Regions from separate parts of the Mus musculus genome. Here region 1 is linked to region 2. Evidence: chromatin contacts called from public HiChIP or PLAC-seq data. All regions are on one chromosome and are shown on one strand. The core of a region is the stretch at or near the end of the contact, and the rest is flanking DNA. Distances in the headings are between cores, read along the strand shown.

Region 1 (4,955 bases), core at 133-2,632, 210 kb before region 2:
TGCTTGCTTGTGAATATGTGTGTGTACACACCTTATAAGATCAAACAAGGAGTGAAACCTTATTGGGGTTGACAGAGGGCAGTGGATTTTATGGCTCCAGGTTGGGAGGGAAGAGAGAGCTAACTCCTGTGGTCTTCATCTGAGATATTCATGGTTGAATCTCTCCTTGACCCTCCCTCCATAATCCTGAGCCATGATGGTTCCACCGAGGGCCTTGATGCAGGCACCAAGAACCCACACACGTTTGTAACCCAGCTTCCCTATGGAGCAATGAAAAGCAGGAGCCGTCAAAACCTTGGCAGCTCAAGAGCTGTCTAGCCTGGCCTACCTAGTGCTGAGTACCACCAAAAACATGTCTGTCCTCTTTCTGAGGGCCACTCAGTCTCAGTGTGGAGCCTGGCAGCGGTAGGGAGCTGGAGCACTCCTTCTCCTGGGGCTCTCCCTGGAATGCTCTGTGCATTCAGACCTCCTGCCTTGTGCCCTGCCACGACTCCCCTGGAAGGAAGTGTCCCGTTCATGGATTCTGTCACACAAGATCAGGAAGGGCTTGGCACGGCCTTAGACAACTTCCTAGACACAGAATCAGAATGGACATTTAATGCTCTGGTTGTTTTACAAAACTTCCCCCAAGGGTCCATCCATCTGCTCTGAGAAAGGGAGGTCTACCTCAGAGTGCCTCAGTGTGGTCACCAAAGGCAGAGTCTTTGGAGCAGGTGGAGGTCACTTGGGAGAAGCGGGTAAAGAGAGTAGCAGACTTCAGGAATGCTGGGGTAGGGGTTGGGTGGGAAGAGACTTGTCTTAAGCAGTCTAAGCCACCTGCCCTAGCCAGCCTGGGAATCAGATATTATTCTTGTTCACTGAGTGTCTGCCCTTACCCAGGAACACAGCCAAACCAGGGTGCTGGATTAACTCCGGGAACTGCCAATGCTGAGTGGCTGGCCACTGTCACATCCATGTGCGCAGCGGTCAGGCTGGAGCACCCCCACCTGACTGGAAAGTGCAGCTTCCCTTCCATTAAAACCGTTACCGGCTTATGCTTCTGTGCAAAGAAGGCAAATCAAAATGTCTATTCTCCTAGATTAGGAGTGTGGCCCAGTGGTACAAGGTTTGCCTTGCATGCCATTAGGGCTCAAGACCAGGCACCAGCCCAAAGAAAACACAATTTCCTTCCCAGGTCTCCGGTTTCACAGCTCCACCTCTGTCAGTCCCTCTCACAGGCATGTGTGTGCTCAATTTCTTATTTTTTCTTCAAGTCCTAACAAGCAGTTGGATGCCATATTTGGGGAGTGAGAGCTACCCTTGGAGGAAGCGGGTCATGCCACCCTGTCCAGGCCTGTTGGCTCCTAGCCCCACCCACCCCTGCCCCGCCTGCTGCCCAGCCATAAAAGCTGAGCCCATCTCTTGCTTCGGAAGAAGCTGGTGTCAGCAGCATGAAGCTGAATTTCAGTGGCCTGAGGGCCCTGGTGACAGGGGCAGGGAAAGGTGAGTGTGAGCGGGGAAGGGGATGAGTGTGAGCAGGGGAATGAGGTGAGTGTGAGCCGAGAAGTGAGGTGAGTGTGAGCAAGGAAGTGAGGTATGAGTGGGGAAGTGAGTGTGAGGAGGGAAGTGAGTGTGAGCAGGAAAAGGTGAGTGTGAACAGGGAAAGAGGGTGTGAGCTAGGAAGTGAGATGAATGTGAGCAAGGAAGTGAGGTGATTGTGAGCAAGGAAGTGGGGTAAGTGTGAGCAGTGCAGTGAGGTGAGTGTGAGCAGGGAAGTGGGGTGAGTGTGAGCAGTGAAGTGAGGTGTGAGCAGGGAAAGGTGAGCGTGAGCAGTGAAGTGAGGTAAGTGTGAGCAGGGAAGTGAGGTGAGTGTGAACAGGGAAGTGAGGTGAGTGTGAACAGGGAAGTGAGGTGAGTGTGATCAGGGAAGTGGGGTGAGTGTGAGCAGGGAAGAGTGTGAGATGTGTACTGGGGAGAGGAAGGGGACAACTTCAACACTGAATAGGGGTCCAAGGTGACCTTGTCACAGCTCAGTCCTTCAAAACCTGGCTCCCACTGACTAGGACTTCTGTCACCTGGCTGGAAACCCACCAGGATAGAATGACAACCCCATTCTGGCCACAGTACCCCTGATGGATGGATGGGTTTAGGTTGGCTACAGGGTAGCTCCTAGATCCAGGCTGGGCAGTCAGGCACCAGAGGCAGGCTTCCCAGGGCTCATGAGGAGCCAGCCATCCTCTAGAGTCTTTATTTCCACCTGGGATCCTGACCCTAGCTGTGACTAGGCATGTAGGGCCCTTGTCCCACCATTCTCCTACAGGGATTGGACGGGACACTGTGAAGGCCCTGCACGCCTCAGGAGCCAAAGTGGTGGCGGTGACTCGGACCAACTCAGACCTGGTCAGCCTTGCCAAAGAGGTAAGGCACACAGCCCTGCCTTACCTGGGCCTGCTCCCCACACTCAGGGATACATCAGAAGGTGTCTGGAACAGTGCCTCAGGCCACCAAACAATGTCCCCCACAGTGTCCCGGAATAGAGCCCGTGTGTGTGGACCTGGGTGACTGGGATGCCACAGAGAAGGCGCTGGGCGGTATCGGCCCTGTGGACTTACTGGTGAACAATGCAGCGCTGGTTATAATGCAGCCCTTCCTGGAAGTTACCAAGGAAGCCTTTGACAGGTGGGCACCTGGAGAGAGCAGGCAGGCCAGGGAGGGTCGCTGAAGACAAGGTGTAGAGGCCATGTATTGTTCTTTTCCTGCCAGGTCCTTCAGTGTAAATCTTCGCTCTGTGTTTCAGGTATCCCAGGTGAGATGGCAGGAGGGCTGTGGCCCATACAGCAACAATGGAGTGGGTGGGGTAGGGACACGCAGGATGACCTACCTGCAACCCTTTCTTCCAGATGGTAGCCAGGGACATGATTAACCGTGGCGTGCCAGGGTCCATTGTCAATGTCTCCAGCATGGTGGCCCATGTCACCTTTCCTAACTTGATCACCTACAGTGAGTGCACCCTCCAAAAAAGACGATAGGAGTGTTCAGTTTTTGGTGAGCCTCACAGAAAGTGTAATTAAAGGGTCCTCAGCACTCCCCATCCCCCAACAGGCTCCACCAAGGGAGCGATGACTATGCTGACCAAAGCCATGGCCATGGAACTAGGGCCACACAAGGTAGGCACAGGGGGCCGGGCCACACCTGAGGGACAGGCGATGGGCACCTGGGGCAGGGCTGGGGGTTGAGGGTGAGGACTATAGAAGGCTCTGAGCACTGGGCTCAGGGTTCATCTGGACAGAGTAAGCAAGCTCATCAGGCCGGTCCTGGGGCGGCGAGTCCTGAGCTGGGCAGGTAGGGCTCCTTCCTCAGCTGTGCCACCAGCTGTGGCTTCTGGCCCCAGATCCGGGTAAACTCCGTAAACCCCACTGTGGTGCTGACTGACATGGGCAAGAAAGTCTCTGCAGACCCTGAGTTTGCCAGGAAGCTCAAGGAGCGCCACCCACTGAGGAAGTTCGCAGGTCAGCTGGGGACAGTGGGTGAGGGGAACTATGTGGTTTGCCAGCAGCCAAGCAAGGGAGAGAGCCTTGACTGGTCTGTTCTCCTGCAGAGGTTGAAGACGTCGTCAACAGCATCCTCTTCCTGCTCAGCGACAGAAGTGCCTCTACCAGTGGCGGTGGCATCCTGGTGGATGCTGGCTACCTGGCCTCCTAGTCTGCTCAGTTGCCGCGGACATCTGAGTGGCCTTCTTAGCCCCACCCTCAGCCAAAGCATTTACTGATCTCGTGACTCCGCCCTCATGCTACAGCCACGCCCACCACGCAGCTCACAGTTCCACCCCCATGTTACTGTCGATCCCACAACCACTCCAGGCGCAGACCTTGTTCTCTTTGTCCACTTTGTTGGGCTCATTTGCCTAAATAAACGGGCCACCGCGTTACCTTTAACTATTGCCATTGCACAGGACTTCTTGTGGGCGGGGTGGGATGGGGTTGGGAGGGGCGTTGTAAAGCTGGACCCTGAATCAAGTCCCGCTGCAGGCATTTTACCTCAAAGCCAGCTCTCCTCCAATACCTACTGAGTCTTGTGATCAACGATATCAAAGGGCAGTGTTTTTCTGAAAAGAAGGGGTCTGTATAGTTGTGCCCTTTTCCCTAGTACCCGCACCGTTCCATTACTGGATTCGGTGCCTCCTGGTGCTCTGACCCTGGCCTGGCAATCAGGGGAAGGAGACGGGAGGCATTCTGGACTAGGACACTCCTAAACCTGTGTTCTCTTTGTGCAGAAGGAGAGGAGCCGTTGGGTGGGGATCGGAATCGCGCCTCCCACTCCGGGGAGCCCACTTCCCTTGCCTGGTTCACACAAAGATAGTGCTAAGAAGGCCGCCCAAATGGGTTGAGGTTTTCACAGCTAGCTAACTGGTCTAACTAACCCTGACCTGAAGCAGCACAACAACCCTGCAACCCAGACTCCTCACACAGCCTTGGAGGCCTGGCAGAGTCTCATGTGCTTGGTTATATTGGCCCATGGGATCTGGTAGTTTGTTGGACTTGAGGTGGTCAACCATTTGAATTGACTGAGGTCCCTCTCAGGGCAAGTGGCAGAGTGGAGGAGTATGCGCTCAGTCAAGACCTTCTAAGGAGAGCACAGGGCATAAGGCACAGGACATAGGGCACTTCTCTCCAGAGAGCGAGGCCTGAGCAGCTGTGTGTGTGCACCCAGGAACACAGAACAGCGACTGAGACTTGTACATGTCCTGAATCACTTAGCCACTAGTGAGCTCTAAGCAGCTGTGTCTAGGTGTTGGGCGGGCTGCCTCTGTCTCCTGGTTTCTGGCATAGTTCAGGGTTAGGAGGGGATGGCAGTGTTCACAGAATGGCCTGACAGTGGTGGTGAGTGGATCAAAACTGCGGAAGGCACACTGGGCTGCCTAGTCTCCAGTGCTTTTCTTTCCATGGATTTTATAAAATTACTATTATTTTATATGT
Region 2 (5,275 bases), core at 1,236-3,735:
CTGGCAGAGTCTCCCCTCCCCCATGTAGGCAGCGCCTGGGACTCCTAGACTATCCCAGACACTGTCACTTCCTGAGATCGACCCAGCCTACGAGTCCCCGGGAGCAACTCCACCATCTCAGGTGCCCTGGGCCCAGGCACGAGGGACTCCCTTATTCTTAGCCCTGAAGTCCTCTCCGAGCTGGGCAGGTCAGGCTCGTCCTATGAGAGGTCAGTGGGAACGAAGAGAGCTCAGACAACTGACTCTTGCCTCAGAGCCCTCAGCTAAAGTGGGTGGGTAGTGGGGTCTGTCCTTCCTGTGCTGGACTGTCACAGCAGGAGGCAAGAGTCCCCACCTACGGGTCCCTAAAGGCCTAGAGGTGGTGGCGATCTGTCCAAAGCAGTCACAGGAAGTTCTGTTACAACTCTCAGAAAGTGGGGCGATACCAAGGAGTTGAAGCCCTCCATAGGCTCTCCCCGGAACCGATGTAAATTCACTGACAGTGACCTGCCCTGTGGGTGCTGGGATCTTTTTGGAGGCCACTAGGAGAGCAGTGAGTGCTCTCAAAGACAGAGTGTCTCTCCAGCCTCTAGACATCTCTGAATCCAATTAGGGTGATCATGAAAATGAACCATTGCTCTGTGCTAACTGCAACCCTAAAGGATTCTGTTGCTGTTCTTCAGAGCCCTTCCAGACCCCAACACTCGCTGCTGATGGGGTTGGGACAGCCACACAGCGACAGAGAATAAAGAACAGGGATATAAGTGATTTGTGGACACACATTCACAGCAGCCCGGCTCACAAGCGCTGGCAGTCCATGAAGCCCCAGTGTCCGTGGCTGGCGGGTGGTAAGCCCAGGAGTGTATGACATCATGAAGCATAATTGGCCTGAAGGGAGGGAGCCTGGAGCGGGCAGTCACAGACAGGAAGTAGAAGGGAGGTGGCCGGAGCCCACAGCGAGGTAGTGATGTTTCATGGGGACTGAGTTTCATTTGGTGAGAATTACTCAACAATGTGAATATGTTTAGGGCTGCACAACTGGAGATTTTGTCAGGGGTTTGTTTGCTTGAGGCAGGGTCTAAGTCAGGCAAAGACTTGATCCATCTACCCCAGACTTAATGACTGAGCCATCTCTCTAGCTTCTGGCTGATACTTTTTGTTTTGTTGAAACAAGGTCTCACTTTATAGACTAAGGTACCTTTAAAATTACAGCAATCCTCCTGCCGCAGCCTCTCAAGTGCTGGGATAACAGCTGTGAGCCATAATCCCACCTAGAAGTATAGGGTTTTGTTTTGTTTTGTTCTGTTTTGTTTTGTGACAGTAGCCCTGGCTATTCTGGAACTCAGTTTATAGAACAGACCAACCTTGAATTTACAGAGACTGGATTGCCTCTGCCTCCTGAGTGCTGGGATATGTCACCATGACTGGCTAGTTATTTTTTTGTAAGATATTTAAAACATAATATTTAGCCAGGTGTTAACGGCACACACCTTTAATCCCAGAACTTGGGAGGCAGAGGCAGGCAGATCTCTGAAATTAAGGCCAGTCTGCTCTACATAGTGAGTTCCAGGACAGCCAGGGCTATCCTGTCTTAGAAAATATAAGTGTGTGTGTGTGTGTATTATAATAGTTATATTAATTCTTTTCAGAATTTCATATAATCTATTTTGATTGTATTAATGTCCACTCCTTCCTCTATCTCCTCCCAGATCCACCCCCCTGGAAAACAATTTTTAATTACATGTGTTTATTTTTGTGTGTGGGTGTGAATGTGTGTCTTGTAGGAGTCAGTTCCCACCACGTGGGCACCTTTACACCTGCAATCTTATCGTGCTGACTCAATTAAAGTGTTTTTTTTTCCTGTATTTTGACACACAGTTAAGCAGTGTGTCTTAATGATAGTGACACTTCCTATCTTCCCTCCCCTCCCCAACACATCCCCCTCCTCCTTCATCCCTTCACTGAATCCAATCAGAGCTACATATGTGCACATAGGTACTCAGCCCTCCAGTGAAGCATGGGCAACCTGCCAACAGCCACACCCCAAGAATATCAACTCTCTTCACCCGTAGCCATAATAGAGCCCCAGTGAAGGGTGGGGCCTCTCTGATTTGTGAAGACCTTGTGCAGGCAGCCACAGCTGTCGTCGTGACCTCATAAGTGCAGCTTCTGTGCCTTGTTCAGAAGATGGCTGTTCACGGTGCTCCTCTGTCTCCGTCTTACATTCCTTTTGCCTTCTCTTCTGTCCGCTGAGCCTTGGAGGATGAAGGTTGGAGCTGTAGATGTTAGTTTTTGTGGGTGTGTGTGTAAAGCATAGAATGTGCACTTCCATGGTAACACACTCACCTGGCCTACACAGGGAACTGTGACACTGGCCATAGAAATGTATAGAAACACATCGCTAAACAGTATGAGGCTTCAGAAAAGTCTTGTTCAGAGCCGGGGCTCCCTACCTCAGGAGGAGTTCCAAGTTCCAAGTTGCACAAGAGTAGGCCAGTTGTAGTCACACACACTTCTGCTGACTCAATTAGGCTGGGAACTCCCAGGGACTATAAGGCAGGAGGGGGAAGTGGGTGGACCTAAGGAAGCCTAGCTGTGGGGGCCGAATGTGCAAACACAAGCTGTCCAACTGTCTCGCCAGCGATGGGGGTGGATCCAGGGAAATGTTCCCAGGAGGTTCCTCAGGCTCTGCTTCAGGCCTTGGAGGTGTTGGGAAGATCCTCAGGCGGGCTGCAGGCTGGAGACAGTGAGGCAGACAATGTTCTTCTGTATCACAGGATCTGTGATCAGACTGTGAAGAAAAAAAAAACCTTGTTGTGATGTAGCTCCCTGAGCCAGCAGGTTTTCACCCTGGTGTCTGGCTCCTGAGTCTTCTTTGGTAAAATTGAATGACTAGAGTTTTGGGGGGTTTTTTGTTTTTTGTTTTTTTAAAAACAACACTTCTTGGGACTGGCGAGATGGCTCAGTGGATAAGAGCATTGACTGCTCTCCTGAAGGTCCTGAGTTCAAATCCCAGCAACCACATGGTGGCTCACAACCACCCATAATGAGAGATCTGATGCCCTTTTCTGGTGCGTCTGAAGACAGCTACAGTGTACTTATTTATAATAATTAAAATATTTATAATATTGTATTACAATATGTATAATAATAAGATTATTATTATTATAATAAATCTTTGGGGCGGAGCAAGTGGGGCTGACCGCATCGAGTGAGGTTGACAGGAGCGAGCAGAGGTCCTAAATTCAATACCCAACAACCACATGAAGGCTCACAACCATCTGGACAGCTACAGTGTACTTATATACATAAAATAAATAAATAAATCTTTAAAAGGAAATCCCAACACTTGGGTGCTGTTGCTAGGACATCTCTGCCCTGGTCATCCCAAGGAAGGAATGTGGGCCACGGGAGACTGTGAGTAGGTATTCAGCCCCCTGGAAACACATAATAGGTCCGAATGGTGACCTGCACTGAAGAGACTCCGAGCTTTAACAGGAGGAGAGACAGGGCCTGCCATCCTGCTAATCCTGCCAGGAGTCTGAGTTGGTCCTTTGGGTGGGGGCTCTGAGCTTCACAGTGACCACGAGTGCAGGTGTGCCCTGAGACCTGGTCATGCACTGCAGCTGATACCAGCCATGGATGGCAGTGCATGCACATGATAGATGTTCTTAGTCCACTCAGAGTGAGTTCCAGGACAGCCAGGGCTACACAGAGAAACCCTGTCTTGAAAAACCAAAAAAAAAAAAAAAAAAAAAAAAAAAAGAGAGAGAGAGAGAAATAAATAAATAAATAAATAGGTGTGTGGGATCCACAGACCCTTCCGGGAAAAACTGCTAGATGCCCAGAGATGCAACGGTGAGGTGGGATCATGTGTGTGGGTGGACCGGGCAGGTAGACTAAGGCTCAACAGCCCCTTTTTTGCTTCAGATTCTCACTCTACTGCCCTCGGCATGCTACCTGAACTGGACGGTCACACCCCCAAAACAATTCCCTCTTTTCCACATTGCAGTCTGCTGAGATTCCTGTACCCCTGTCCACTGGTCCCAACGGGGGTCCCATGTCAGCCTCTGGAAGCCCTCAAGGGTGGCTGTTCAAGTTTGCTTTTCTGTCACTGTGATAAACACCATGACCAAAAGCAACTTCGGCAGTGAGGCTTTATTTCATTTTACAGATTGGAGACGTTCATGGAGGGAAGCCAAGACAGAAGGGGCTTCAGAAATGGCCTGGAGCAGAAGCCATGGAGAAGGGCTGCTTACTGGCTCACTCACCCACCCCAAGGTAGCTTCTTATACAGCCCAGCCTCACCTGCTCAAGGATGGACCACCCACAGTGGGTTGGACCTCCTAGCAGTCAGGAAAACAATACCACACAGGTTTGTCCACAGGCCATTCTGATGGAGGAAACACCCCGGTTGAGGGTCTTTCTTCCCAGGTGATACTAGTTTGTATCAAGTTTACAAAAACTAGCCAGCACAAAGGCCCCTCTGTCTTCTGCCTCCTCTCAGCCTAGAGTCACCCTGGTGCTCACACCAGACCCATCTGGTGTGGATGCTAGTGATGCCGGAGAAACCTACCCTAAACGTACATGAGGCCCCGTGCAGGTAACACTACACCCGGTCACCCATACACCATTCTAGATCCCAAAGGCAGACCTGGCCCACACTCCTGCTTTCTAGTCAGCCGATCCTCCTCTGGGTCTATATGCCTGAGAGGGTTCCCCCACTTTGGAGACCGCTGGAGCCCCAGCTGCCTAGAACTTACTATGTTCACATCCCCTGTTGCCCCAAAGGTTTGTCCTTTTGTATTTCCACACTGCTAAATGATCCCAACCAAACCCTGAAAACGCTTTGCCGACTTTCCGCCTGCCTACAGTGACAGGCTGTGTTCTGCCAGCGCAGGCTGAATGTTGAGTCCCCTCCTGGGGTTGGGCTCCTATTTCACCCTGGACCCTGGACTGCCACGTCCACTCTAGCTAGCATGGCACCTCTAGGAGTCCAGGCCGCACCCTTTCTTGGTCTACACCTCATCTACCCTGACCAGTCCCGGTTCCAATGAAGGACGCTACGTGGCCGCCACCAAGAGGCCATTCGGGGAATTACAGGCTATGCTTAAACCGGCGGCAGCGCCTGGGGCCGCAGCAGCGCCTGCAGCCAGGGGATCCAGACCTCACTCTCCTCCTCACACGGGTGTGGACATCAGGGATTGATCTCAGCCCTCCCCATCCCGCGCTGGCACAGTCACGAAGCTTGTAATTAAAGAGTTATCGAGTCAGGGAGAAAGGAGGAGTCACTGAG

What was found. HiChIP or PLAC-seq counts read pairs in DNA pulled down with a chosen protein or histone mark.
Region 1: a contact with region 2 is called in an H3K27ac HiChIP or PLAC-seq map of microglia, with 5 times the contacts expected there. The contact joins the promoter of Cbr2 here to the enhancer-like site in region 2. A contact is called at or near these places in 12 of 39 promoter capture datasets (the 3T3-L1 cell line, 3T3-L1-derived adipocytes, the C10 cell line and 8 more), 2 of 15 datasets of contacts at CTCF or cohesin (CD8 T cells and embryonic stem cells), 4 of 484 Hi-C or Micro-C datasets (the G1E-ER4 cell line, cerebral cortex, embryonic stem cells and 1 more), 10 of 115 datasets of contacts at active chromatin or transcription factors (bone marrow-derived macrophages, craniofacial prominence, embryonic hindbrain and 7 more) and 2 of 9 other capture datasets (adipose tissue and liver).

The regions. Positions count from the first base shown.
Region 1 is chr11:120,728,448-120,733,402 of GRCm38.p6, reverse strand. Cbr2 (carbonyl reductase 2) reads left to right here and starts at 1,382. Exons shown (of 8, transcript NM_007621.2): 1 at 1,382-1,482; 2 at 2,300-2,397; 3 at 2,504-2,658; 4 at 2,743-2,785; 5 at 2,880-2,979; 6 at 3,082-3,146; 7 at 3,371-3,488; 8 at 3,578-3,918. The coding sequence starts at 1,431. The coding sequence ends at 3,681.
Region 2 is chr11:120,515,526-120,520,800 of GRCm38.p6, reverse strand. No RefSeq gene overlaps it. Among named protein-coding and RNA genes, the nearest start is that of Gm39490, 12 kb to the right of the region's middle. Within about 2 kb of position 2,485, at least 105 of the 459 cell types and tissues checked have an H3K27ac peak or open chromatin away from gene starts, as enhancers often do. A contact at or near this core is called in adipose tissue, bone marrow-derived macrophages, cerebral cortex and 4 more, where this site is marked.